5 separate regions of the Mus musculus genome follow, and regions 2, 3, 4 and 5 are each linked to region 1. The links are chromatin contacts, called in public ChIA-PET, Hi-C, HiChIP or PLAC-seq and promoter capture Hi-C maps. All regions are on one chromosome and are shown on one strand. The core of a region is the stretch at or near the end of the contact, and the rest is flanking DNA. Distances in the headings are between cores, read along the strand shown. Region 1 holds the start of Pcca (propionyl-Coenzyme A carboxylase, alpha polypeptide). Region 2 holds the start of Tmtc4 (transmembrane and tetratricopeptide repeat containing 4). Region 3 holds the start of Ggact (gamma-glutamylamine cyclotransferase). Region 4 holds the start of Clybl (citrate lyase beta like). Region 5 overlaps Pcca (propionyl-Coenzyme A carboxylase, alpha polypeptide).

Region 1 (5,163 bases), core at 1,374-3,873:
GAGATACAATCTCAAAGAAAATTTTCTGGTCCTCTCCTGCTTTTAGTGTCTTTCTGGCTCCTCTTTTTTGATGCTCCTTGGGCTGTATGTACAAGAGTTATACTATAGATATATCAACTGGGGATGGAAACGGTGTTAAGATGAATTCCTATTATTAGTTATTATTATTGAGTTTATCATCCTTACATGGAAGTGAGGATTCTCCCATTCCTGTCTCCAAAGAATTGGGATTACATGTGTGCTCAACCATGCCCAGCTAAATTGGTAATTTTTTAAAATTGAAAATAGATTCTTCTCTCATAGAAGACATTCTGATTACAGTTTCCCCTCTGTCCAGTCTTCCTAGCTCCGTTGACGTCTCCTTTTCCCCAGATACATTCCCTCTCTTTTTTCCCTTCAGAAAAGAGCAGGCCTTCAAGAGACAACACTGGGGCTGGAATAGTGGTTCCGTGGTTAAAAGCACTGGCTGTTCTGCCAGAGAACCCAGGTTCAATTCCTAGTACCCACATGCTAACAACTATCAGTAACCCCAGTTCCAGAGGATCTGACACCCTCTTCTGGCCTCCATGGGCCTCTATATACACATCATAGATAACACATGTAGGCAAAATATTCATATACCTAAAATAAAAATAAGTAAGTTCTTAAAAAAGTAAAAGCCACATTTGAAGCCATGCATATAGAGGGCTTTAGCATAGTGGGTTACACAGCTGTGGACTCGAGCAGCTTAGATCTGTCCCTGTTCTGCTGGCTGGGTCTTCACTTTCATCAATCAATCTTATCTGCTGTAGAGCCTAAGGCAAGTGTTAGCTTACAGAGTCTAAGGTTTGAACCATTCAGAGCTCCCTCTGGAGTATTCGCTACATAGTATTTTATCTATTCCCATTATCTGAAGCAAAAATTAGACTTTGTAGCCGTTTAGTCTTTTGGGACACAAAGAGTTAAGTTTATCCTTAGAAGTAGCTTTCCGAACAATAGTGGTTACAATGTTGCTTGTTCTCGTAGATTATAATTAAACGGACTAGCTAGTTATATCAGTCTTAAGGACAGTGGTAATTAAAAATTTCCCCTTTGCTTCCATGAAAATAATTGTGGACAGAATTGTGAGGGTGGGGTTGGAGCTTTCAACCATATCTGAGAACTTTGAAAATTGCCATAATCGGATTAATATTCTTATCTAGTAAGTTATTACCAGAATGAGAGAGTCTCTTTGACATAAAGCTCCAAGAATCTCCTATGGTTGCTCTTCAGGGACAAAGTTGAGAGCAAGACAGGCATTTCATGGGCTGCTTACAGGGATCTTATCAGTGTTGGAGAAATGGCTCAACAGTTAAAAACACTGATTCCGGGGCTGGCGAGATGGCTCAGTGTGTAAGAGTACCCGACTGCTTTTCCAAAGGTCCAGTGTTCAAGTCCCAGCAACCACATGGTGGCTCACAACCATCCGTAACAAGATCTGACGCCCTCCTCTGGTGTGTCTGAAGACAGCTACAGTGTACTTACATATAATAAATAAATAAATCTTAAAAACAAAACAAAACAAAACAAAACAAAAAAAAAACCAAACCACTGATTCCCAGTACCTACGTGGTGGCTCACAACTGATGTAACTCCAGTTCTAAGAATCTGATGCCCTTTGACCTCTGCAGGCACCAGGCACACATATGGTACACATATAGTCATGCAGGCACTTATACACAAAAGTATACATAAATAAAAATTACAATTGGATATTATAATTTTTCTTCAATGTATTTACTTGTACTTCTCAGATGGAAAAATTATTTGTGTGTATATGTATGTGTGTACATGTGTGTGTACATGACATGCATATGGAGGTCAGAGAATAACTTGTGGAACTTAGTGCTTTCCTCTGATTTAGGTCCTAGAAATCAGACTTAGGTCCTCAGGCTCCGTGATTAAGTCCCTTTATAGAGCCAAGTAGTTTCTATTACAGGCCCCTTTCACTGAAGGAATCTTTGCAGTAAAAACAGGACTTTAAAACTACAAACTAAATACAAAGATGGTGATGAAAGTAGCAAGAGGGAAAGAGAAGGGAAACTGGGTTTCCTGACTAGGAAAATGCCTCTGGCGCTGGTGAAACAGGTAATTTTTGCTACTTATGTTCCTACTTTGGTAAGAACTTTCAGTTTCTCAGCCAATCGCAAATGTTGCGAATTGTCTTTTTGGCTAGACCTCTACATGTTGCAGCCTGGCTTCCTGACTGTTTTAAGTTAATTCTGTAGGACAGGCGAAGTAAGTGAGCACCAGTCCTGATACAGAGATGGTTATTGGTGAGATCTACTTTAAAATATCCACCGAGAAATTAAAAGGAGCATGGATGCACCCGATTGGCCAACGTTGGTTCTTTGGAAGCCAAAAGCAGGCTCCAGTCAGCTTTTTCAGCAGTAGGGGAGTTGGACTGGCTGCTGGAGCGCCTTGGTCGGCTCCCTCCGGGTCCTAGTGCGGTTCTCATCCCATATGCGTAAGCCCTAGGCGACCGGCTCTGCGCCGCAGTCGGACCAGCTCCCTCCCAAGCCTACTCGCCAGGGGGCGGAGCTTAGAGCTCAAGGCTCCTGATTGGCCGTCCCGCGGGCACTCCCCTTCCCCGCCCCTTGACGAGGGTGAGAGGTCAGCAGCCGGCAAGTCTGCGGGGTGGACGATGGCGGGGCAGTGGGTCAGGACCGTGGCGCTGTTGGCGGCCAGGCGGCATTGGCGGCGGTCCTCGCAGCAGCAATTGCTGGGGACGCTGAAGGTGAGCAGAACCGGGCTCGCGTGGGCCTGCTTGCTCCGGGTTCCCAGGCGACACCCGCGGTTCATCCCGGCTGCCCCAGGCCCGGGCCCTGACCAGGCTGCACTCACACTCTGTCCTGCCACTGGGCATCTCTTGAACGCGCATATCCGAGGGACAGGCTTAAGTGGTCCGAGCTTTACCTGCACTCCTTCGGGATGGCCTTCGGGCTTGCATCCCAGAGTCTCGCGGTGCTGGTTTCTCCTGCAGCTTTCTAGAGAGCCCTTGTTAAGAGTCCACATGTTCTTTTGCTGTCTTTGCAACGACTTTGAAGGGGCATCATGAATTGCTGTTTGAATAGTTAAGGCTGTGAGTTTGAAAATACTGTGCTAAGTCAAGATTGTTAACAGAGCACACGTGTGACTTGAAATCCTGCTTAAACTGTATGACACCATTGTAACGCGTGAGAAATGCACCGTCTGAATTTATTTTTCTTCCTAAGAACTGCTTAGCCTGATTAGAAACTGTGGTTCACCCTGGATGTCATGGTGACATTTTGACTCACAGATTGGGAATTCGTGTTAACCTCCTTTCTCCTTCCATATGGGATATATTGAATGCCTTGCCAGCATTGACTTCCCCAACTTTTAAAGTACACTTACTAATTCACTTGAGCAGATTTCTTAAAAATGAATGACCCCTGAAAACCCCTTGAAAGCTGGTTGAGTGTGCCTGCTAATCTTCCCTGCCGTGCAATCATGTGTAGTGCTGTGTGCACCTGTAATCACAGCATTGGAAAGGCTGAGGATTGTGAGTTTAAGGCCAGGCTCAAATCCTTCCCTATCTCTCAGTAGAAAAAGTTAAAAATTTATTTTCTACAGCGTTTGGTTTATGGTCATTGAAATTTGAGTTGATATGATCTGCCTCTTTTAAAAAATTTTTTTTTATTTTTTATTTATTTATTTTTTTGAGAAACATGTTTCTCTGTGTAGCCCTGGCTATTCTGGAACACTCTGTGTAGAGCAGTCTGGTCTCAAAGCCACAGAGATCTCCCTGCCTCTTGACTCCTGAGTGTAGAGTGTACTGCTGTGCTCAGCCTTTTACTCTTTTTAAGGAAATGCAAACAGGCCCACTTAGGCAGTGTGAGCTGGAAGGTTCTCCCTTGTGTCAGCCTTGAAAAGTTGGCTCTCATTGTTCTTTGTAATGCCACACGGATTTTGTTCCTTAACTTTTATCATCCTGTAATCACTTAATCTTCATTTGCTCTTGCTAAGACTTTTACACATTTTCTTATGAAATTACCTGCAGTGAGAAGGTAAGGTCTTTGGAGTCACATTTTCTATATTTCTTCTTCTGTGGGGTTTGTTTTCTTGAGACAGGACCTCACTTAGCCTAGCTTGGTCTCAAATTTGCTGTGTACTGGAGGAAGATTTTGGTCTCCTGGCCCCACCCCAGGGCTGAGGACTGAGCCTGAGGCCTTGTACTTGTTATACAAGTACTCTGCCTTGGAGCTAAATCCTCAACCCCTGCTCTACTTTCCAAATGCTGGCATTATAGGTATTCACCACCACACCAGGGTTGGATATTATATATTGGATATGTGCTTTTTTTAGATAGTTTCTTACAAACAAATCTTGACTGAATTCCTCCTGTGTAGGGGGTGAGTACAGTTTCAAGTGTTTATGAAATTTCATCTAGTAGTTAAGCAATAACTTTAAAAGGCTGTTGAGAAGTTTTGGTGGTGAAATAAAATAAAATAGACTGAGTTGACCAAGTCCATATTTTGACCTTATGCCCTAGGCAACTATTGCAAATTAAGCCATTCAGTCCTCATATTAAGCACATAACACCACTTACAGAAGATGGACTCAAGTCCCGAAATGTTAGATGACTTGCTTAAAGCCATAGAACTAGTAAGTGTCAGTCTAGGCCTGGTACATTGAGGCAGAGCTGTACCACTGAGCTACACTGCCAGCTTCCTAGAAACAGTCAATACTCTTATTTATATCATGCTACTTAAGTTAAACATTGTTTCAACAAGGGTCAGTTAGATGGCTCAGTGGGCAAGGGCCATTGTTACAAAACCCTGGTGACTTGGGTTCACACTTGGAACCCAAACAAAGGTGGAAGGAAAGAATTGATTCCACAAGGTTGTGCTCTGACCTCTACCATATACACAACCATAATAAAATAGCAAAAAATTCACACAACTGGACCTAGAGATACGGCTCAGTCCTTAAAAGCACTTACAGAGGATCTGGGTTTGATTTACTTACAACCATTAGGAGTGAATGACATCAGATATACATGTGGTGCAGAGACATACACACAGGGGAAACATACACATACGTTTGAAAAAATAAAAATTTAAGAATAATATACTTTATGAAGGATGAGGTGACTTTTTTTTCTAGAAAAGAAAAAAAAATAGT
Region 2 (5,163 bases), core at 752-3,251, 450 kb after region 1:
TCCAATAGGAAATGACCCTTGTTCTACAAATAAGGCCTGGTGCATGGGTAGATGAAACCATGCCCCACAAGGTGGCAGAGATCTTCATATCCCTGTCAGGGTATAGGAAAGAATACTTTGTTTCTGACTAAGCAACATGTCTTAATGGTCTTCTCCAGGTTATACCCTGACTGGGAGCCATGGCTCCTCAGCCACAGCCTGGATGGTAGCTCACTGTAAGGAGGTGCTAAACAGGATGTGCACAGTGGCTCCAGTTCCAGCAATGACCCATCTACACTGAACCTATTACTAGTAGTCTGAAGAGACAGTCACAGTAACAAAGCTTGTGTTCTGGTGTCTCCTGAACTCTCTGAACTGGCTCCTTAGAGAGGTTCAATGTGGAACAAACCAGTAGTCTCCATCCCCAATACTCAAACTCTTAATATTAAGCCTCGGTTTTATAGGGGGTTAAAATATATTCATCTGTCAATAATCAAAAGGTCAAAAAGACCTCAAACAATATCTCCCCAGAGGCTAAATGGCACTGAGCTGTGAACTGTAAGCTTCCGATAACAATGGTCACAGCAGCCCTGGCTGCAATGAGGCAGAGTGACCCAACCTAATTGATTCACCCCGGGAAAACGGGGAACCGGCTGCAGCCACCTAACTGGAGACTCTTCCACAGGCATGGAGAGCCTCTTGTCCTTTACATTAAGGGCAATGCATCCAGGGCCAGTTGCCCTTCAGGATGGAGGGCAACCTTGCCTCTAGAAATCAGATTAAATAATGTGATAGTTTCTGACCACCCGTATCTGGCACGATGCAGAGAGAGCTAGCACACATTGTGCTAGAGGCAAAGGAGCCAGCCATCCTCTGTAGTGATGGGCCAAAAGCAGAGTAAGGTGAATCCTGTTGTGACCCATCTTCCTAATTCAAGAAGTGGCTGCCCATCTGAGGTTTCACATTCAGAATTTCTGCCTCAGAAAGTTTCCACTTTGCTAGCATGTAACCATTTTCCCACCCAGGTGGGCGAGCATACCTCACTTTGCCCCAGTTCCACCTATAGTGCACAGCTTTCGGGGGATGCAGGTACAAGGGGCAAAAATGGTTCCAGTCAATCCTTACTATAATTCTCCCCATCCATCTGTTCACGGGGAGAGAGCAAAGTGTGGATGATTCAGTGGAGATATCTGTCCTCTAACTCCTCCTTTCTTTTGTGTGTAGTTATAAAAAGAAAGAAAACACAAACAGCCCACAGTCACAACATCAACAACCCAGACTCCCCGTGGAGTTCGCAGGAGGTGAGGCGGTTGCTACACCACCTGCTTGGCTCCCCCAACTCCTGGCAGCCGTTCCAGGCTCCCAGGCCAGTGGTACCAGCTTTGCTCCACAGTTGAGCGTAGAGTAACTGGCACTCCTGGCTCTGCTGGGTGGCTCTCCGTGTAACCCTGGGCGGGCGGCCAAGCTACCCGGCTGTGTCCAGCCGTCGCCCGTGCCTTGGCCAGCTGGCGACCAGGCGCGGGGACCCCGCGGCCAGGTGGCCGCTGCACCCGGTGGACTCCCGGGTTACAAAGCTGTTGCACGGCTGGGTCAGACAGTAGCAGGCAAGGGTCTGGCTCGGCGACCTCGGCCGTAGCAGGGCAGTGCCGGAGCTTGAGCTCGGGGCGCGCACCCTTACCGCGCGCTCTTTGTCCGGGGTGCGGCTTCTACCCAGGCGCAGACCGCCCGGGGCGGCGTCCGCGGGAGGCAGCTCGAGTGTCGGAGCTAACTCTAGTAGAGGTGCAGAGCTCGGGCGCCGCCCCCGGGCCCCAGCGCAGGGCTGGCGGCTCAGCTGAGAGCCCGGGAGCCCGCGCCCAACTCCGAGCGCCCTGCAGCTGCGCTCGGCCCTCAGCGGGCCGCCCCGCGCTTTACCTGCAAGGAGCACGAGCCGCGATCTCATCTCCCCTCCCGCGTGCTTAAACTCCGGCGGCTCCCCAGCCCGCCGCCGCCAGGGGAGGGGCTGCCCTCCCACTCCCACCCCGCCGCGTCCCGCCCCCCGCCGCGCCGCTTCCCACTCGCGGCTGCCCGCTCCCGTCTAGTCCCGCCTCCCGCCGCGGGACCATCGGTTGCCCTTTCCATCACTCACGCTCTCCTCTTCCGCTTATTGGTCCGTGTCGGAGTGACGTCGGAACAGAGCGCTCGCCACGAAGGAGGCGCAGGGGCAGACAGGCTTTGCTGGGAAGAGAAAGCGCAGCTGGGACGCGAAGCAGCAGCGGCGGTTCCCGGGCCTGGCCGCTGTTCCCTGCGGATCCGTGCGTTCTAAGCCTATTCCTGGCTTGTCTCGCACGTTCCGCCGAGGGCTGTGGAATCCCTGCAGAAAATCTCAACTCCACGCTTCTTTCTGTCTGAAGTTGTTGAAGAAATGTCCCCACTTTCTCCCTTTGAAACGGGAAGTGACTTCCTCCTCCTAAGGCCGTGCAACCTCAGGACTGCGCCTCCTTTGGAGCAGTGCCATACAGTCACGACCACTAGGTGCTACACCTCCCTCCTGATGGGAAGGTCACCCACTCAGTTTCCACTCCTAGTACTTATTTGTGCTGCCACCTTCAAGAGAAAAAACCTTTGTACTTTCCACTACCAGACTTACAGACCTCAAACCTCAATGACCTCCGACCCTCCTCAAAGCATCAGTCTCTGATCTGTCTCCCTCTTTGGAGTGGAGTCCGCATCCTCAGCACCAAGTGACTTCCAAGCTTTCCTCTGCTCTATGTGTCACCCTGCCTTTCGCTGCCCTTCATCGCTGAAGCAGAGTGCTTCTCCCCTCCCCCACCCCCACCTCCACCCCCAACCACAGCTGTTTCCAACTTCATTCATTTGGCTTTCATTCAGGGAAACTGCATTTGCCAGTCACCTCTGCTGTCTTCTGCCCTTACTAAGGCCAGAGGACATTTTGCTTCCCAATGCTACCTCATCTCACAATTTCCTCCTCCTTAAAATGCCCTCTTCTTTATGCCTATTGCCTTTTCTCTCTCCTGTCCCCCTCCCCCACCCCACCCCCAAGTCTATTTGACTGGCTTGCCTGCCCTGAATGATCGCTAAGAGTTTTAAAAGCCTCATCCTTTTCTCCTACTCCACAAATTTCCCTGTATGATTTAATCTGCTGCCAACACTCCAATCAATACATTTCAGATTTACACTTCTTTTCCTTGCTTTCTCGGAGTTCAAACCTATTTATCTAGTTCCCCACTTAGCTTCTCCCCTTGTATATGCCACCACATCTCAAATAGTAAGACATCCGTCATGCTTTCTCTGCCTTCCTTCTGGTGGTCTGTGACAGCCAGAGTATCACAAACCAAAGTCGGCTTTAGTCCTGGCATCTAATGAATGGTCAAGGTCCTGATTTATAAGTGCCTCTACCTTTATATGCCTCCTCCACCAACTGACTGATTGTTAGGAATATAAGTTTAAAGAAATTGTGTAACTTAGTAACAATTTTGTGCGACTTGCAATAATGCAATGTATGTGAGATAGAAATTGCCCACCAAGAGGCAGGCGGATTTCTGAGTTCGAAGCCAGCCTGGTTTACAAAGTGAGTTCCAGGACGGCCAGGGCTATACAGAGAAATCAATATCTCTAAAAACCAACAACAACAAAAACAAACAAACAAAAAAAGCAAGCAAACAAACAAGCAAAAAGAAACTGGCCACCAGGCAGCTCTGATAGGAGCCAGGCCACAATTACAAGCTCCAGGCTGGCCACCTGGCAGCTTGAATACAAGTCAAGTCCAGGACAGGTTTTACTAAGCTAATGAAATACTCCCCAAGGTAGACACTTCCTATGCTGGTCAACTAGTCACAATCTGTGAACCCTGATAGCACAAATCTACCATCTAATGAAGTAATACATAAATTGAAAGATTGGGAGTGGTCTCTACTCTAGGATCAAACTGTCCTGCTCCAGAGACAAGGCTTCTCTAACCTCAGTGTGGATTCCCATCAGCAAGAAGACTTGAGACTGTGTATGGCCCTGGCCTCAGTGACCATTGAACTTCTGGCACTGTGTGTCACTGGGCCCACACAGGCCTACCTGTGATGGCTCCTGGCCTATGCTCACAAGGACCTCCTAGGATCTCCTTCAGTGCCATCCCCAGCCTGCCACAGTTGAAGGACTTCATGGAGGATGAAGATCAAGCCTATGAGAAGATTTCCCTGTGAATCCGTCCCTGTACATGGTGTTTCTGCCCAAACAACTGCTCCTGCTCCATGATATGTCTAAGCGTGATATTATATTAGCATGGTATTATAATGAATGTTTGTATGAGTAAACAAAACATATTTGAAAGACAAATTTATGTAGACATCCTAATTGCCAAGTGCCTTTCAGCCCCATAGGCCATACCCTCCACACTACTACATGTACAAGTTAAGTAAACATTAGATTTGAAATTAATGTTTAATAGAGAATTTAAAATACTTTAAAGCCTTATAAATCATCAATTTTTACATCTTGGACTGAAGCTGATTTGTTTACAGCTTGGGGAGTGGTTATCAATTTTGGGTTTTAGGACATTTTAGACCAAAGCTGATTTGGTTATAGTTTAGGGAATGGTTATAGTGTTTGGCATTTAACATGTTGAGCTCTGAAATGTTTACATTTTAGGTGGATTCAGTTAGTGTGACTAGGGGTTTTTGTTGTTGTTGTTGTTGTTGTTAGCATTGTCTAAACTCCACCCCCACAGTTACCTGGCAACAGCCAGGTATGCTCCTCCCCACAGTTACCTAGCAAAAAGTCAGGTAGGCCTGACCCACTATAAAAAAGGATGCTTGCCCCCTCCTCCCTCTCTTGATCTCTTACCTCTCTCTTGTTCTTGCTCCCCCTTTCCCCATTCTCTTCCCTTTCCCCTCTCTCCACGTGCTCATGGCCATGGCCAGCCTCTGCCTTTCTCTGCCTCTACTACCCTCTTAACTCTCCTCCCCATGCCCTGAATAAACTCTATACTATACTTTCATGTGGCCAGTCCCTCAGGGGGAAGGGAAGCCTCAGCATGGGTCCGTTGAGACATTCCCGACCCCCCCCCAATACATCACCCCCACACCCTCTCCCCAGCATAGAACATAACCCCCTCTCTGTTTATCTTTTTATAAACACATCATTTTTAAAGTCTTAATGAGATCCCCTTGACCCAAAGGAGAAGATAAGGAACTC
Region 3 (5,163 bases), core at 1,984-4,483, 380 kb after region 1:
GCATGTCTGAGTCACAGCACTTGAGAACCCAAGTCAGGAGGACTGAAAGGTCCAGGCCAGCCTAGAAAACAAGTTAAAGACCCTGCATCAAAATAACTAAAGAAAACAGAAGAACACAGACTTTTGAACAAGCTGCACTGCACTTTACACTCAAGAAAAGCCAACTGTTTGTCTGAGTGCCTGTCCATGGTTCAAGCATCCCATCTTTCTGAACTTCAGTTATAGCACTGAAAAAAAGGGCAAATAATGACTTTCATGTGAAGAAAATAAGTGAGACTCTAGCCCTCAAATACTGTCCATTTCCATCTGAAAGAAGGGTAAATCACAGAATAAACTGAACCAAGTAACAGAATGCATCCCAGATATAATCATGTCTGGCATATAGCTGTCTCTGGTAAATGCTAATTCCTTTTTAATTTACTCATCAACACAAGAAATCCATACATTGGTTTCCTACTTAACAGTTTTATAGTTGCTCTACTTTTGTTTTTATCAGACAAGGTCTTTTGCAGTTGGCTGACCTCAAATTCACTATTTAGCCAAGACTGACCTTGAACTCCTGATCCCTCTGCCCCCACCTCCCACATGCTGGGATTATAGGTGTGTGTTAATGACGCCTGGCTTGTAACTGATGTTCTTGATAATTTAACTTTTTGTGCTCATAAAATAAATTCTATAAAATCCTTTTGGCAGTAATAATGGTACTGTAAGTGATGGGGCTCCCTGTCCCCCATTCCTTCACAGCATTGCTCACAACAGCCACTCAAAGACGTTCTGCAACCACATGGTGAACACCATGTCTGGTATCTATCCATTTGTCACTAGTGATTTTGTTACAGTCAAAGACCACACAACAACAACAGACTGAGTAGCCCTTACCTGAAACCCATGGGACCAGAAATTATTTAGATGCTGGAAGTTTTCAGATTTTGGGGTGACTTAATTGAAGAGTTAATGTCAAGCATTTCTAACATAAAAACCTGAAATACAAACAGTGTGAAATCCAACACTTTTGTCACTTAGGAAAGTTTTGGATTTCAGAGCATAACAAATTTCTGTATTAGGAATGCTCAACCTATGTACTGACACTAGGGCCACTGGAGTTCAGAATTTGCTTGAGACATTTGCCAGTTAGCATACGGGGAAAGTGACCAGAGATTCTAGTAAGGGATGGCAGACAACTCAGCTTCTGGAAGCCAATATATCCAACAGTATGTCACAGCCAACCAGAGAGTGGCACACCCAGCACATCTACTAGCTTCTTGCCTTAGGAAGCTGATGTTCAGGACACATTGTCATACTGGCAGTGGCTGGGTATTCTCTGTCAAGTATACCCTAGAAATGTGGACAAACCATTTTCTATTCTTATAAAGCAGATGTAATTATTTGAACAAATGCACAATGTCTGGTTGGTTCCTCTTCAACTCTCACTAAGCCTATCTCAAAATGTTACTTTTTCCTACTCTGTGGCTATGTAGAAGGCACTAGGGTCAACAGGAATGAACAACATAGGGTAGTTCTTATCTAGCTGGAGTCTGAAGTCCAGCAAAGAGTCAATAGCACATAAAAATTACCAAATAATGTGGCATTGAAACAGGTGAAACAGATGCCCAGCAAGCATACCACTAGGACAAAGAGGGGAGATAGATACCCATGGCTATAGGGGTGGGACAATACAGGGAAGCCTTTGACTGAAGGATGAGTGTTAGTCAAGATGCTGGGTGGTTATTGTTAGCTCAGAGTCTCCAAATAAAATTTCCAGTATTTACTGGCTTCAGATGGGGAATGTTCTAGAGAAGGCTGCTAAGATCATTTGATGTCGTCTTCCTATTGCTACCTTCCCATGGACCATGTCCCTCTTCAAACATGACAGCACTAGTCTGTAGGGCAGAGGGTCCTCTCCCCTAACAAGACCCTGGCCAAGGCCAATAAAGAGTCATCCCATGACTCCTTTTCAAGCTTTGACAGACAGAACTGGAGCTCTCAAAAGTTCTTACTAGATAAAGAAGAAACTTTTATTTGTTTTGGTTTTGATATTTTTTTGATGTAAGATCTTGCATATCCCAGGATGGTCTGCTTTAGCGTTCTGAGTGCTGGAATCACAGACATAAGCCACCACACCTGGCTTGATCCTGTACTTAAAAAAAATTAACCTTTGCAGGGTTTTGGTTTTGGTTTTGGTTCTGTACCACACACTGCCATCCACTAATGACCACCACAGACAGACGTCAGTCCAGCTCACCACTTCACACAGAAGGGTGAATTCTACCACTGAGCCACATTCCTAATCCCAACTTGGTCTGCTTATTTTCCAGTGCTGGAGAGCCAATCTTGGGCCTTTTGCATGCTAAGGACATGGTTTGTAAGTTCACTAGTTTAAATAAAAGGTTCAGTACAAAAAAAAAAAAAATCCACCAATTAACTTTGCAAACTAGCTTTTAGAGAAAAATGCCCTCTATTGTTGAAGTCTGGCCTGCTTACTCAGGGACTTCTCAGAGAAGGTTCAGGAAAATGAGGCCAAACTGCAGAGTTCCTCACTTAGCAAGCACTTCAGTTACAGGAAACAGACCAGGAGAAAGACTTCAATTAGAAGAAATCTTTTAACATAAATAAATGAGCTTGGAGTTAAGCTAAGTTAAAATACACGCACACCTCAAATGGGTTTTAAGCGAGGCTGTAACGTTATAACTCGTTGATTAGAGTTAAACAGCAATAATAACCACGGATAGAATCAAAGGGATGGATCGCCAAAGTTCCAGGCGTTTTACTACTGGTTCCAAAGGAAATCCAGATGTGAAACGGACCAACAGAAGTTGGTTTAGGATTCTTTTTCAGGTTTTGGACTCTTCACACATAAGTGACTCCTAAAGTAAAATTAAAAAAACATTTCTTTTGAAAACCGCTAGCCACATTCCCTTAGGATCTTAAGCTACCTGTTGGAGCTGTCTGTCCCGCGAGAGCAAGCATCAGCTCCGCTCCGGTAGCAGTCACAGCACGGGCCGCCCGGGCAGCTTTCCGGGGTGGGGGTGGGGGGTCAAATGCGCGCTCCGCCCAGCGCGTTCCGCCAGGCAGACCCATACGCCGGGACGCTAGCGGACATTCGCTGGCTGGTGACAGAGTCCCTAAGCCGCCCCCAGGCTCCCAGTCCCAGCCCGCCTCGGCGCCTCACCTGCAGCGGTCGGGGGAATCACGAGGAGCGCGCCCGGACCACGGAGCGGAAATGCCCAGCTGGGCGGGTGTCGCAACCAAACCGCCCCGGGCGGCGCTCCTGCTGGTCTCTCGCCGCTCCGCCCGCCCCGGCAGCGCCACGGAGCGCACCTGGCAGCGCGCACGCCACTCCCCATGTGCCGGAACCGCGCAGGTAAGAACCCGAAGCCACATTCCTCCGAAATGCAAGCAAGCAAGCTCCCCACCACCACTCCCACCACCAGACACGGGCTCGACTGCTCCCACCAGGTTCAGCTCTACATCACACATGCTTTGACTCCACGTTAGACCCAAACACGCCTAAGATTCACTACTTCAGAGAGACTCACCCCTTCACATAGACACTGAGGTGATGCTAAACTCAGATCTGAGGAAGGCTCCACAGGACAATTAAGGCATCGCATCTGCTCGTACATATCCCTACGGGATACAGGTAACTGTAGCAATTCTGCCTACTTACCAACTCTTTTTAAAATAAAACTTGTTTAGGAGCTAATGGAAGAACTAGCTTTCCCCTACATCCTACCCTTAGGACATAAGATGTATGAGAACCAAAAGCTGAGGGCAATTTTTTCTCTAGAGATCTTTATCATGGAAGGATGTTCCTATGGCAGAATGCAGGCAGGCGTGATGCTGGAGAGTTCTATATGTCCCTATCGGGATGTGAAAGCAACGTCACAGAGATGGTGAGACTAGAGACCCATTGTCTCCTCATCGAGACCCAAATTAACTATATGACTACTGCTTTTCCTTTCATCATTTCCCATCCCTTTGACTTTGTGTATGTGGAGTACTTGAAATCGTGTTATATTCTTGGTTTTCACGTAGCATCAAATGATGCTGAAGTGGTTGTATTTTAAATAGATGTCCAAGTCTACAAGAACCCTGAACAATCATCACATTTATAAACCACCAATTTTATAGAAAGAGGACCATGAGAAGGAAAATGGGGTCTTAAAGGAGGGCCTGGGAAGGGGAGAAACAGGGAGTAATAGGATTACACATGACATCAAAGATGGGCAGGGATGAGGGAAGGAGGCATGGAGAGAAGAACAAAGCAGTACTACGAAAGTCTCAGAGCCACTCATAATGCGGCAAGCTAATTTACAAAACTAAATCGTTGAAGAAGAAGGTTAAGGGTCTAAGTATGCTTGAAGTTACTCCTTTACCACAATCTCATTTTACAGTGGAGAAATCAATAAAACCAGTAGTGGTCCCATTGTATTTACTGGAAGCAACTGGGGCACAAAGTAAATAAGCAACTAATCCCAGGTTCCAGGTAAATATGGTAAAATCAGATTCATCTGTCTTTGATAGTCACTGAACCTTTAAAAATGACTTATGATATCTTAGTTAGGGTTTCTATCGCTGTGAAGAGACACCATGACCACAGCAACTCTTATAAAGGGAACCATCTAACTGGAGCTGGCTTATATTTTAGAGTTTAGTCCATTATTGTTATGGTGAGAAGCATGGCAGCATGAAAGCAGACATGATGTTAGGTAGCCGAGAGTTGTACATCCAGATAATCAGACAGCAGGAAGAGAGAGAGATACTGAAAGCCCAGCCCCTGTGACACACATCCTCCAACAAGGGCCACCTCCAATAATGCCACTCTGTGTCTATGGGGGTCATTTTCATTCAAACCACCACACAAGCAAGAAAGCTGACCCTGAGATTCATGGTCTTGTTCCAAAGTTCTTCCAACCTTATCACCTTGTTTGCTGAAAAGTAAATTCTACCATGCAACTACTTTTATCTATCTATCTATCTATCTATCTATCTATCTATCTATCTATCTATCTATCTAACTAGTGTATATGAGTATACTGTCACTATCTAAAGATGCATCACGAGAGGGTATCAGATCCCATTATAGATGGTTGTGAGCCACCATGTGGTCACTGGGAATTGAACTCAGAACCTCTGGAAGAGCAGTGGAAGCTTTTAACTGCT
Region 4 (5,163 bases), core at 1,060-3,559, 350 kb before region 1:
CATTTGGCCTAAATCTGAGAGACGTCTCTTCCTTTCTCCCCAAGGAGCCAGACGCAGCCATCACCCTTATCAAAGGCAGCGCTGGCCGGGAGCGCGGCTGGGAGGGTTTTGTATCTTAGCAGCAGGAGGCAGCAATGATCTCAGAGCCAAGTTCTATCTGTGCCACTGCTTAAAAACCATTCCACAGAACTTCTAATAGGCTTCTTTCTAAGTGCGCCATTCTGAAGTTTGAAACCAGTGACACCGGCCCGCTCAGCCTTTGAGACTCAACTTTGGTGAGAAAACCCTACATCCGGCCAGACAGCAAAAGGAAGGAAAGAATGGATTGTGATAAAGAGCCTTTGGGGTTCCTAACCAGAGAATAAAGGGCTTCATTTTCCTAATGGGTCTGCCCTTTCCCACTGGAAAGTTATTTAAATGTTACAGCAAACAGTGAGGTTGATCAGATATTTTCAGCGGGCGAATCCTAGGAGGTGTTCTGTAGAACCAATACAAAGCTAGATAGTATAAGACAAACAATGAAGGTTAATTGAGTTTTCACGATAATTACAAGGCCATGTGGTGAAAATATAACTCACTTCTATCTAGGACAAATGTATTTGTGAAACAATGCCAAGATTTCAGCCACTTAGGGCCAGGGTGTAGCTCAGTGGTAGATAGAGCTCCTGCCTGCCTGGCTGAGGCCCTAAATTCTACTCCCGAGTATATTATTAAAAAAGGCATTTAGGCCACTTAAACCTGGGCCCAGGAGGTTCTCAGATCCCTGAAGTTTTATGCCTGCTCTACTTTGCCCTGAAGTCTTTCACCCTCCCAACCCGTCTTCCCCCACTACCTCCCCTCAATCCCTCTGACCCCCTCAGGTGCAAAACTTGCAATAACTCTTTTGTGCATGTAACTGACGCCTTACGTGACTTTTATTGATAAATAAAAACTCAAGGCCGGGCGGTGGTGGCACACACCTTTAATCCAAGTACTTGGGAGGCAGAGGCAGGCAGATTTCTGAGTTCAAGGCCAGCCTGGTCTACACAGTGAGTTCCAGGACAGCCAGGGCTATACAGAGAAACCCTGTCTCAAACAACAACAACAACAACAACAACAACAAAAGTTTTAAAAACTCAAACCCCCAGACCTGTGTTTTTACTGGTGGATGGATGGCCATAGAGAAGTGTAACAGGACAAAGAGTGTGATCTAGTATCTGGAGACAGACAAAGCTTGCCTGCTCAGTCTCTTAGTACAAGATATAGATGTGTAAATTAGAGATGGAATGGGTGTTCCTGATACTGCTTTGTCTCAGGCTCCATTTTGGCGGAACAGACTGGGGCCCGCAGTGGAGACAGGAAAGTGGGATGGTCCTCACTGGGTGCAGGCAGGAGAGGTCCGGGTGGGTGTGAGGGGGCCTCACAGAGGGTTTGAACAGTCTGCCCTGTTGGTATCATAAACTAAGCGATAACTCAGTCTTGCAGATATTCGGCATCTGTGCTGCCACTCTGGCTACAAAGGACTTCTGGGGTCTTTTGTTTTTGTTTTTCGGGACAGGGTTTCTCTGTGTAGCCCTGGCTGTCCTGGAACTCACTCTGTAGACCAGGCTGGCTTCGAACGCAGAAATTCTCCTGCCTCCCAAGTGCTGGGATTAAAGGCGTGAGCCACCACGCCCGTCTGGGGTCTATTTTTTAATCCAGCTTCCGACAACGACTTTGAGTGTCAATTCAGAACAAACGGAACGTAGTGACCACCAAAATCAAAACTGCAGAGGTAGAAGACAGAGGAATGGTGGAGGGTGGAGAGTGGAAAGGACCAGACACTAGGTAGGGCACCACTGGATTAGGAAAGACGACCGATGGCAGCTTCTCTCAGTTTCCGGAGACCCGCAGGCATTGGGAAGGGGCCTGTGTGGGTCCCAAGCCTGCACCTTTTCAGGTAGAGCCCATTTGCTTTGACCACTTTTAGCTTATGCACCATCGCAGGCTCACCGACTGTGTTAGGGGCACGTTGATAATAAAAACAGCAAAAAAGCCCCTCGGAAACCTAAATCTTCTCTGCCAGAGAAAACCCAAGTTTCTCTAACTCGTTTCAGAAGCGGGCGGAGCATTGGGTCACCAAAGCCTCCGCGCAGAGCCGCGCAGGGCTCGCAGAGGATTGGAGTGGCTAACGAGGGCGGGCGTGGTTTTGGAAAGAGAAGCGTTGCATGGGGCCTCGCCAGCAGAAGCAAGGTGGGGCTGAGTCTGGCTGGACTGGCCTGGGCTGTGGCAAGCGGGGGGCCGGGCTAAGCCTGGTAGGGCGGGCGTGGCCGAATCCAGCTAGGCGGGGCGAGGGCGGGGCGTAGGCGGGCCAGTCGGGAAGATGGCGTTGTGCGTGCTGCGGAACACGGTTCGTGGAGCGGCGGCGCTGCCCAGGCTGTGAGTTCAGGTTCTCTGTCCCCGCCACGCGGCGAAGGCGGTAGCCAGAGTGGTCTCTGGAGCCTGCATGGGCACTCTAGCCCGATACCTCTGTGCCTCCGGTCCTTGACCTCTGCCAAGGTCGCTGCGGCTGCTGCCTCCCAGTGGGAGGGCTTTGCGTGGACCCGGGCAATGGGTACAAACGTTACTGGGTTGGCAGGGCTGTCAGCATCTGGCATGTACCGCGCTAACTTAGGGGCGCTCTGGAGTAGCTGAGACGCTCACCCCACCTATGTGAAGCACAGTGGTTCCCAAATGTTGTTCTCTGGACCCACTTACCCAACCAAGAATGACTGAGGGTTCCAAAAAGCTTTTGCCAAAATCTGCTCATGAAAAACACTGAATTTTTTTTAGGTGAAAAGAGCATATATTTTGAAGTTTTCTTTGGTTTAACAAGAGACTTTAAGTCTTACGTCATCAGCTTTGGAGTAGATATTTGAAAAGAATTCCATGACTTGGGGAGTGGAGGCAGGAGGACGCAGGTTAAAGGCTACACTTAATCTACATAGCAAGTTTGAGGCCAGCCTGGCCTACATAGCAATACTAGTTGGTAAAGGAACTGTAGATTGTCACAAACAGTGACCCTCCCTCATGACACTTGCCTATCTGTTAACTGCACGTGTCCTGAGTTCTCCTTTAAGGTGTCTTGCCTATTGTGAGGAAACAGGATCAGAGACTGTCTCAAAGTCCCACGGAGCGATGGAGCCAGAGTTCACAGTTTAGCGTTTTTTACATCTTTTGTGTTGTGCTTCATGATTTACCCCAGACCCATGACAGGACCCATATGGTCTTAGGCACCTCATTTTCTCATCTGTGGCCTTGCACCCTGGCTGGAGGAAAATCACTCCTGGAACCTGAGTGGTGGTAAGGGAGGGGTCCTGGGCCAGCCCAGAGATTCCGTTTCTGAAGTGTGAAAGGACCAGTCCTGACCGCACACAGTCACCACTTCTAATAGGCTTGGAGCTTAGTGTAAACTCCTTTTTATCACCACCACCCTGCCCCCCATACCATGCATCATCTCTATCAAGGGCAGGTACTTGGCTTTAGTGAGCCAATTGTGCTAGTGTGGTCCTAGTAAACCCACCAGAGGATGTAAGTGCTGTCTGGGACCAGTAGGCTACTTCTGGAGGCTCCTTGCTTATTTTCAGAGTGTCTGAACCATTGCTGAGCACGCAGGGGCCATTCAAGACCAGAAATCCTGATCCCTGTTTCTGACCCACCAGCGTTTGCCCTGAGCTCTAGACTGTCATGTTATTCATGCAGTTCTCTGTGGCCATGCTGGATGTATATGAATTACTCCGCTTTCAAGGAAGGGAGCATAACTCACTTGACAGAGCCAAGAAATATAGATGGGAACACACACACCTATCAAAGTTGCTACATAGAACCATCTGTAGCTATTTCTCAAGCTACACATGAGTCCTTAGGACGCTTCCAGGTCTAACACATCACTCAGGGAGCAGTCTAACTTCTTCCTGAGGCTTGTCAGTAAAGCACCGGCCCAACTGTAAGGAAGCTCCTGCTGTCTACCACGCAGGCACTTAATTGTTCAGTCCTAGCAAGCATATGATTTATTAGCCCACACCCATTGGGAAGATGTCCACCCACTAGAAGACAGTGCTTAGACTCCCTCCAGCCTCATGGGCTCCATTTATTCCTAGAGTTGCTTAGGTCAGCACCCTTTTCTTTCTTCAAAGCCCTTTTGTATACAATTGGTGCTTTTCTTGGTCTGCATTCTTTCCAGGTACCCTCTACCCAACAGACGATTTAGTTTTTACATTTACTTTATTTAGTGTGTGTGTGTGTGTGTGTATGAATGTTAGCACGAACATACTGCAGTTTATGTGTGGCGGTCAGAGGATCATTTTCAGGAGTTGATTTTCTTCCACCCTGGGCTCCAGGGATGAAAGTCAGGTTGTCAGGCCTACGTAACATATAGTTTTATTGCTGATCCATCTCATTTAGAGTGTCAAAGAATTTGAGCCATACGGTGTATAGTCTTTTTAGATTGGGTTCTTTAACAATAGGCATATACAATTCCTTCATGTCTCTCATGACTTAATAGCTCAGTTCTTTGTATTGCCAAGTAGTATCCCATTGTGTAGCTATACCACAGTTGGTTTAGACAGTTCGCTGTTGAAGGATATTTTAGCTGCGTCCAGTTTTTGTTGACTGTGCAGAAGTCTTCACATGCGTTTGTGTGTAGACATAATTACTGAGGAATGTGACTGTTGAATTGTCTCAGAAGGCTGTGCTTAGCTTTATGAGAAGACGTCACAGTAGCTGCACCGTCTTATCTGTGAACGAGTGTGTTACTCTGCTGACTCATCGTCTGTCATTGCTGGTTAAAGAACATTCAACAATTCTAACCGGTATGCGGCTGTGGTATCTTGTTTTCGATTTGTTTGAACCTGAAATCCCCTTAGATGATGCTGTGGTGGTTTGGATGAGAGTGGCCCCCAGAGGCTGATATAGTTGAACGTTTGGTCCCCGGGTAGTGGAACTGTTTGGAGAAGATTAGGAGGTGTGGCCTTCTTGGAGGTGGTGTGTCATTGAGGTCAGGCTTTTGTGCTACCTTCCAAATGGTGATTTGCCATCTAGTATATTCATCGTACATATGCCCCAACTATTTTGCCGATTTCTTAATTGTGTTGTGCTCGATACTGTGATACAGTAAGAATGTTTATTTGGTTTCTGTCCCTGTTTCCTGGAACACAACCCTAAACC
Region 5 (5,163 bases), core at 841-3,340, 320 kb after region 1:
GCCATCTAAGTCTCTATATTAGGAACAAAAGTGAAGCTTCCAGGGAAAAAAAAGAGGGGATGGGGGAGAGCTTAATCTGCATCAGGCCTTTGATGTATTTCTAGATTTTAAGAAGCTTCCTGCCGTTCCTGGCCACTCTGAAAAGGCTTCAGCCATGTGCTGTCCAGGCTCTGGCTCTATCCATCAGCACACTCTTTGTTGGACTGCCTTCCAGCCTCAGTGATGCCTGCCATCATACCTAACCTGTTAACCACACAAGCTGGCTCACTGGGACTTTTGTTCTCATTGCGTATTTCCCACCTAAAGACTGTGAAGTTAATGATGGATTTGAAGAAATTAGCTGTCAGCCTGTGAGTTTTCTTTTGAACTGTTATTGGTCCATCCACAGCATCTTATTGAGAAGTATTAGATGATTGCTGAAACCAATCTTAGCCCTGAGTCATGAATTGGAAAATATTGGAGATAATTTTGTTTTGCTTTGTTTTGTTTTGTTTATCAAGGCAGGGTTTCTGTGTAGCCCTGGCTGTCGTAGAACTCACTTCAATTTAGAGTAGACTGGCTTCAAACTCAGAGAGCTGCCTGCCTCTGCCTCACAAGAGCTGGGATTAAAGGTGTGCAACATCACACCCAGCTGATTAATCCCAGCTGATAATTTGTTTTTAATTTAAAAAATGAAGACATATATTCTTGATTGTTTGACATTTAAGATATGCTTTTTCATTGTGTATGGATGCGTGTGTGTGTGTGTGTGTGTGTGTGTGTGTGTGTGCACTTACGTGCATATTCATATGCAGATGCATACCTTCACAGAAGCCAGAGGTCAAAATCAGTGTGTTCCTCCATCATTCTTCTGTTTATTCATTTATTTTTTGAGACAGGATCTCTCTCACTGAACCTGGTAGTATTGATTGGCTAGACTAGTGAACCAGCAAGTCCCATGGGTTCTCCTGCCTCTACCTCCCTGACCCTGGAATTATAGGCATTACAACACCAACTTTTTGGTGGATGTCCCAGGGAATTCATACTCAAGTCACCATGCTTGACAGCAGGATTCTATTCCCTGAGCATCTCCACGGCCCTTATTTCATTTCTTTTTCCATAGCTCTGTGATGTGAAGGTGTGCCAAACTGTGACAGAACAGCAGGGGATATGCACATCTCCTGTACTGTAGGGAATCTCTGAGCTAGGTCTTGCTGCTTTTTCCATCTTGGGACATGAGTCCAAGAATGCTGTAGCACTTTGTGTCAGTGGGTTTCCTAGATAAAGAACAACAATATGGGTCTCAGTTTCACAAATAAAATCCAAGAGGAAAAGGAAGTAATTGATTAGCAGTGGTCACTGTGCTGAGGAGGATAACCTGCCTTCAAAGACTTATGTTTTGAACTTCATAGTATGTTTAAGAAATAGTTTACTTCAAAGGCCCTCACCACAAGAAAATGGGCTGTTTTCCTGCTATTCTTGTTCCCTGGCTCAGTATTACTATAAGTAGCTCATATCCGGCTCTGTGGTCTCAGGTGGCCATTGTGTTTATGATCCTCAGGCTGAAATGGCAAGAACTCTGGCCCTATTTTAAGTCAGTAGCAAATTCACACTGTTTGACATGAGTCGACTGAGGTTCTCACGAAACACTTGACTCTCTGACCCATGTTAAGGAAAATGCTTAGATACATAGGGATTATGGCCTCCCAAAATAAAAAACTAAATTTACCAAGCCAGGCTTAGACAGACTCACCTAGTGTACCTGCCGTCTTGATGCATTGTGATAACTTCTGCACTGCCACTCTAAATTTCCAAACAATGTGCTCAGAGATTAAAAACCTGACTGGGTTACCAAGACCTCATTGGAAGTGTTTGAACTTGCCCTTTCTTGTATGTGGGTGTATCTGCATATGTAGAGTTTTCTAAGATGCCACTCTTACTATTGGTGACCTCTACATAGTTCCAAATTTACAGACAGGAGTGGGAAATGACTTCCACTGAAATTGTTCACACATGGGCTGTTTCCATCTGAGGCAGCTCCCAAGTGATTCTGTGGGGAGCCCTTCAGAGAGGCCCAGTGTTCAGCGCTCTGCCTACTTAGGCTTGGTGGCACTGCGTTTCCTTCCTGCCTATCTGATGCATTCTTTGATTAGATCTAGGTTTGTTCTGAGAAATGCAGGCCTGTGGTGATTTCAGTTTCACACTGAATTCTCCCCTCATTCTTCCCCTCCTGTCCTCCCTTTCTCTTTCCTGTCTCACAGTGGAAGCAGAGGGAGTGAGGACTGAAAGACAGTGAGTGGTGTGGTGTGTTCAGAAGGGAAACACCAGCCACTCATGGCTTTCTCGACAGCAGTAAGGTCATGGGGCCTGGTGCCGTGTGTCTGTCTGTCCGTCCACATCAGACACTTTACTTCAAGCACTGGCCACACAGCAATCTTTTACTCTTGCACTCCTTGCCATCTCTTGTATTTACTGTACTAACTTGCTTTGGCAGCACTCGTGACAAGACAGGGCACTTCCTAAATTTCTAGTTAGGTCTTCTGAGATCTATCCCGTATTTGAACCGAGCTGACAGCCACATGCAGACTGGCTGCCTGAGTAAAGTTCAAATACTTCATAGGTCAGGGCCTTCGGGGGAGCCAATCCATAGAGATGACCCATGGTAGGAGTTACAAGAGTTAGCACTCCTCTTCCATCTATGCTTACAATGCTAAGGATTCTTAAGGAATTGTTTTGTTTATATCATTTGCAAGAAATTCATTCACATTTTCTAAACATACTGTCAGGATATACCTTTAGGAAAGACTGGTCACCCAAGCCCTTAGGAAGGCATTACAGATGGATACATGTTGTTGTGTCCATGGCCACTGTTTAGATCATGCTCTCCCTGCAACCATTCCTTCTGTCATTCCCAAGAGGGGAGTCTGATTGTCCCTCTCCGTTTTTTCTCACCTAGATGTTGAGGGATCACTGGAAAGTCTAGGGTTTGCTGTCCTCAAGTTCAGTTAGCTAATAGCAGAGGTAGGAAGCAAAGCTCGTATACATATGCATACTGCCTTCTCAGAGGGCTCCACGTGGAAAATACTGGGACCAAAGCCTATTGTGGCAAAAGACTGTATACTCCTCACAGTGTTTCCATTCAGTCCATAGACAGCAGGGTTTTCATAAAGAACCGGGGGAGTTCCATGTAACAGAACAACATCTGCAAGCCATTGAGATTGTGATCAGTAAATTACCATGGAAGGATGCAATATGGACCTGAATTGTGACATGAAATTAAGGCTGGGGTGACATATATAGGATACTGCACATGCAGGCACACACACACAGAATGCTGAACCTAGGATACTAAACTTAGAGTGAAAATCCTTCATGCTCCTGTGTTGATCATCTGGTCTTTTTGGAATGGGCAGACATTAGGCATGCATCCTATAACCTGCTAGAAAAATATATAAACATATTAAACAAATGAGTTATGTTGCCTAAATTATCTGAAATAGAAAATATTCACAAATGAGAAAAGGAATGAAAGTAAGGTAGAAGCCTCAGCAACGCTGATAACTTATCTGTGCAGTAGAAGCAATTAAGGACCTGAGGATGTAACTTTACAGAGCTAGTAATCATCAGTAAAGTGCCCAAAGAAGTAGCTTCTGTTGCTTTAATTGAGTGGACCTCCAGATTGGAGATATCACACCCCAGAGGTTTGATTTTTGGGGATGGGGAGTTATCTGTATCAAATCCTGTTATAACAGGGAAAACAGAGTCACTAAATGGGACACCCTAGGTTTACAACTTTAACTCTATTGGCTATAAATTTGCACACAATTCTAAGAATTGCTGTTAGTGCAATTAATGTAGCAGCTTCCCCCTAAGAGGAACTCACTTAAAAAGAAACACTGTATCTTACATAAATTTATATAAGTAGTAGGTTAAATGAAGTCATAATTTTTCTTTTTCCACTTCCCAGTCTTTACTAAGTCAGTGTCTAATTTGAATTTCTGAGAGAGAATGTAGAAAGCTCTTCTCTAAGTTGTTTTGGCCACATAATCCTTTCACCTTCTTTTTATTTATTTTTTTAAACAGTTAATTATTATTTTTATGAGACTGGGTTTTGCTTAATGGTCCTGGTTAGCCTGGAACTCACTAGGAGCTGGCCTCAAGCTCCTAGAGATCTGCTTGCTTCTGCCTGCTGAGGTCTGGGAATAAAGGCTGGTGCTGCCATGCCCAGCTACCAAATCCTTTCCATTTAGTGGACAATATTATACTCAAAATTCTGTAGAGAAAAAGCTGCTGTGGGAGTGTGAGTACAGGCACATGTGTGCCTTGGGGACAGTGTGAAGGTCAAAATATAGGTCAGAGGACAGCTCGACAGTCAGTTCTCTGGTGCATTTTGTGGGATCTGACTCTGAATCTTGTCCTCAAACTGAGGACCAGGGACTCTACCAGCTCAGTTACCTCCAGGGCCCTGTGGGTCTTTTTTACCAGAAGGACTGGAAGGAAGCTGACTGGAAGGAGGACTTCAAAACTGAAATGACAGCCAAAAATCTGGTGACTTGGAAAAGGACTCCCACTCCTACCTAAAACAGGCCCAAAGTGTTGTAGAAAACACAATAGTCGAGGACCAATAGTGACCTTTCACGATCAGAACAGACTAGACTGTGCTTTTGGAATTATATAATGTGTTTTAAAAGCCATCCCACCCCAGACAAAATTTTTCAAATAATATAGGTACCAAAATTATAGTTAGCATTATATGTGTATGTATACATACATGTGCATATATAGATGTATATATACTCATACACACATTCATATATATATATGTGTGTATGGTTTCTTTGTGTATCCCTGGCTATCCTGGAACTTGCTTTGTAGACCAGGCTAGCCTTGAACTTAAGAGATATGCTGCCTCTGCCTCCCAAGTGCTGGCACTAAAGGCATGTGCCACCACTGCCCAGCTTAGTTTCAATGTTTTTAAAAGGCTGGGCACTTCTAATCCTCTCCACAGTGAGAAAACACTTCCCTCCAGTACTCTGGAGTTAACATCCTTTAAAATCTATATTTCATCTCTGCTACCTCAGACCCAAATCAGGGAAGTGGCCACTAGAGCCACTTACTCCAATTCTTACATGGCTGGTCAGTCGTACACTGCTATCATGGCAATTCTCTTTTTTCCTCACCTCT

Evidence for each region. Hi-C and Micro-C count contacts between places; a contact is called where the count stands out from the background. ChIA-PET counts read pairs in DNA pulled down with a chosen protein or histone mark. HiChIP or PLAC-seq counts read pairs in DNA pulled down with a chosen protein or histone mark. Capture Hi-C pulls out chosen DNA fragments and counts their contacts.
Region 2: a contact with region 1 is called in a promoter capture Hi-C map of adipose tissue. The contact joins the promoter of Tmtc4 here to the promoter of Pcca in region 1. A contact is called at or near these places in 6 of 484 Hi-C or Micro-C datasets (CD4 T cells, the G1E-ER4 cell line, LSK cells and 3 more), 1 of 115 datasets of contacts at active chromatin or transcription factors (extraembryonic endoderm stem cells) and 3 of 9 other capture datasets (adipose tissue, liver and pancreatic islet).
Region 3: a contact with region 1 is called in an RNA polymerase II ChIA-PET map of memory CD8 T cells, with 53 read pairs. The contact joins the promoter of Ggact here to the promoter of Pcca in region 1. A contact is called at or near these places in 4 of 39 promoter capture datasets (hippocampal neurons, liver and neural stem cells), 4 of 484 Hi-C or Micro-C datasets (embryonic stem cells, granulocyte-monocyte progenitors and liver), 2 of 115 datasets of contacts at active chromatin or transcription factors (embryonic stem cells and memory CD8 T cells) and 3 of 9 other capture datasets (adipose tissue, liver and pancreatic islet).
Region 4: a contact with region 1 is called in a Hi-C map of muscle stem cells, with 2.4 times the contacts expected there. The contact joins the promoter of Clybl here to the promoter of Pcca in region 1. A contact is called at or near these places in 4 of 484 Hi-C or Micro-C datasets (the G1E-ER4 cell line, muscle stem cells, pre-megakaryocyte-erythroid progenitors and 1 more) and 3 of 115 datasets of contacts at active chromatin or transcription factors (embryonic hindbrain, kidney and memory CD8 T cells).
Region 5: an H3K4me3 HiChIP or PLAC-seq map of the 230-238 cell line shows a contact between it and region 1, with 13 read pairs. The contact joins the enhancer-like site here to the promoter of Pcca in region 1. A contact is called at or near these places in 1 of 484 Hi-C or Micro-C datasets (nephron progenitors) and 8 of 115 datasets of contacts at active chromatin or transcription factors (the 230-238 cell line, CD8 T cells, the SCID.adh cell line and 4 more).

What each region holds. Positions count from the first base shown.
Region 1 is chr14:122,531,705-122,536,867 of GRCm38.p6, forward strand. It overlaps Pcca (propionyl-Coenzyme A carboxylase, alpha polypeptide), which reads left to right and starts at 2,624. Exons shown (of 24, transcript NM_144844.2): 1 at 2,624-2,755. The coding sequence starts at 2,663.
Region 2 is chr14:122,981,282-122,986,444 of GRCm38.p6, forward strand. Tmtc4 (transmembrane and tetratricopeptide repeat containing 4) reads right to left here and starts at 2,002. Exons shown (of 18, transcript NM_028651.3): 1 at 1,891-2,002.
Region 3 is chr14:122,909,932-122,915,094 of GRCm38.p6, forward strand. Ggact (gamma-glutamylamine cyclotransferase) reads right to left here and starts at 3,234. Exons shown (of 3, transcript NM_145466.2): 1 at 3,170-3,234. 4930594M22Rik (RIKEN cDNA 4930594M22 gene) reads left to right here and starts at 3,099. Exons shown (of 2, transcript NR_155287.1): 1 at 3,099-3,361. Gm46488 (a long non-coding RNA gene) reads right to left here and starts at 940. Exons shown (of 2, transcript XR_001781477.2): 1 at 880-940; 2 at 1-61.
Region 4 is chr14:122,179,385-122,184,547 of GRCm38.p6, forward strand. It overlaps Clybl (citrate lyase beta like), which reads left to right and starts at 2,310. Exons shown (of 8, transcript NM_029556.3): 1 at 2,310-2,397. The coding sequence starts at 2,342.
Region 5 is chr14:122,850,596-122,855,758 of GRCm38.p6, forward strand. The region is part of intron 21 of Pcca (propionyl-Coenzyme A carboxylase, alpha polypeptide); the gene reads left to right. Among named protein-coding and RNA genes, the nearest start is that of Gm46488, 58 kb to the right of the region's middle. Within about 2 kb of position 2,091, at least 45 of the 459 cell types and tissues checked have an H3K27ac peak or open chromatin away from gene starts, as enhancers often do. A contact at or near this core is called in the 230-238 cell line, CD8 T cells, the SCID.adh cell line and 2 more, where this site is marked.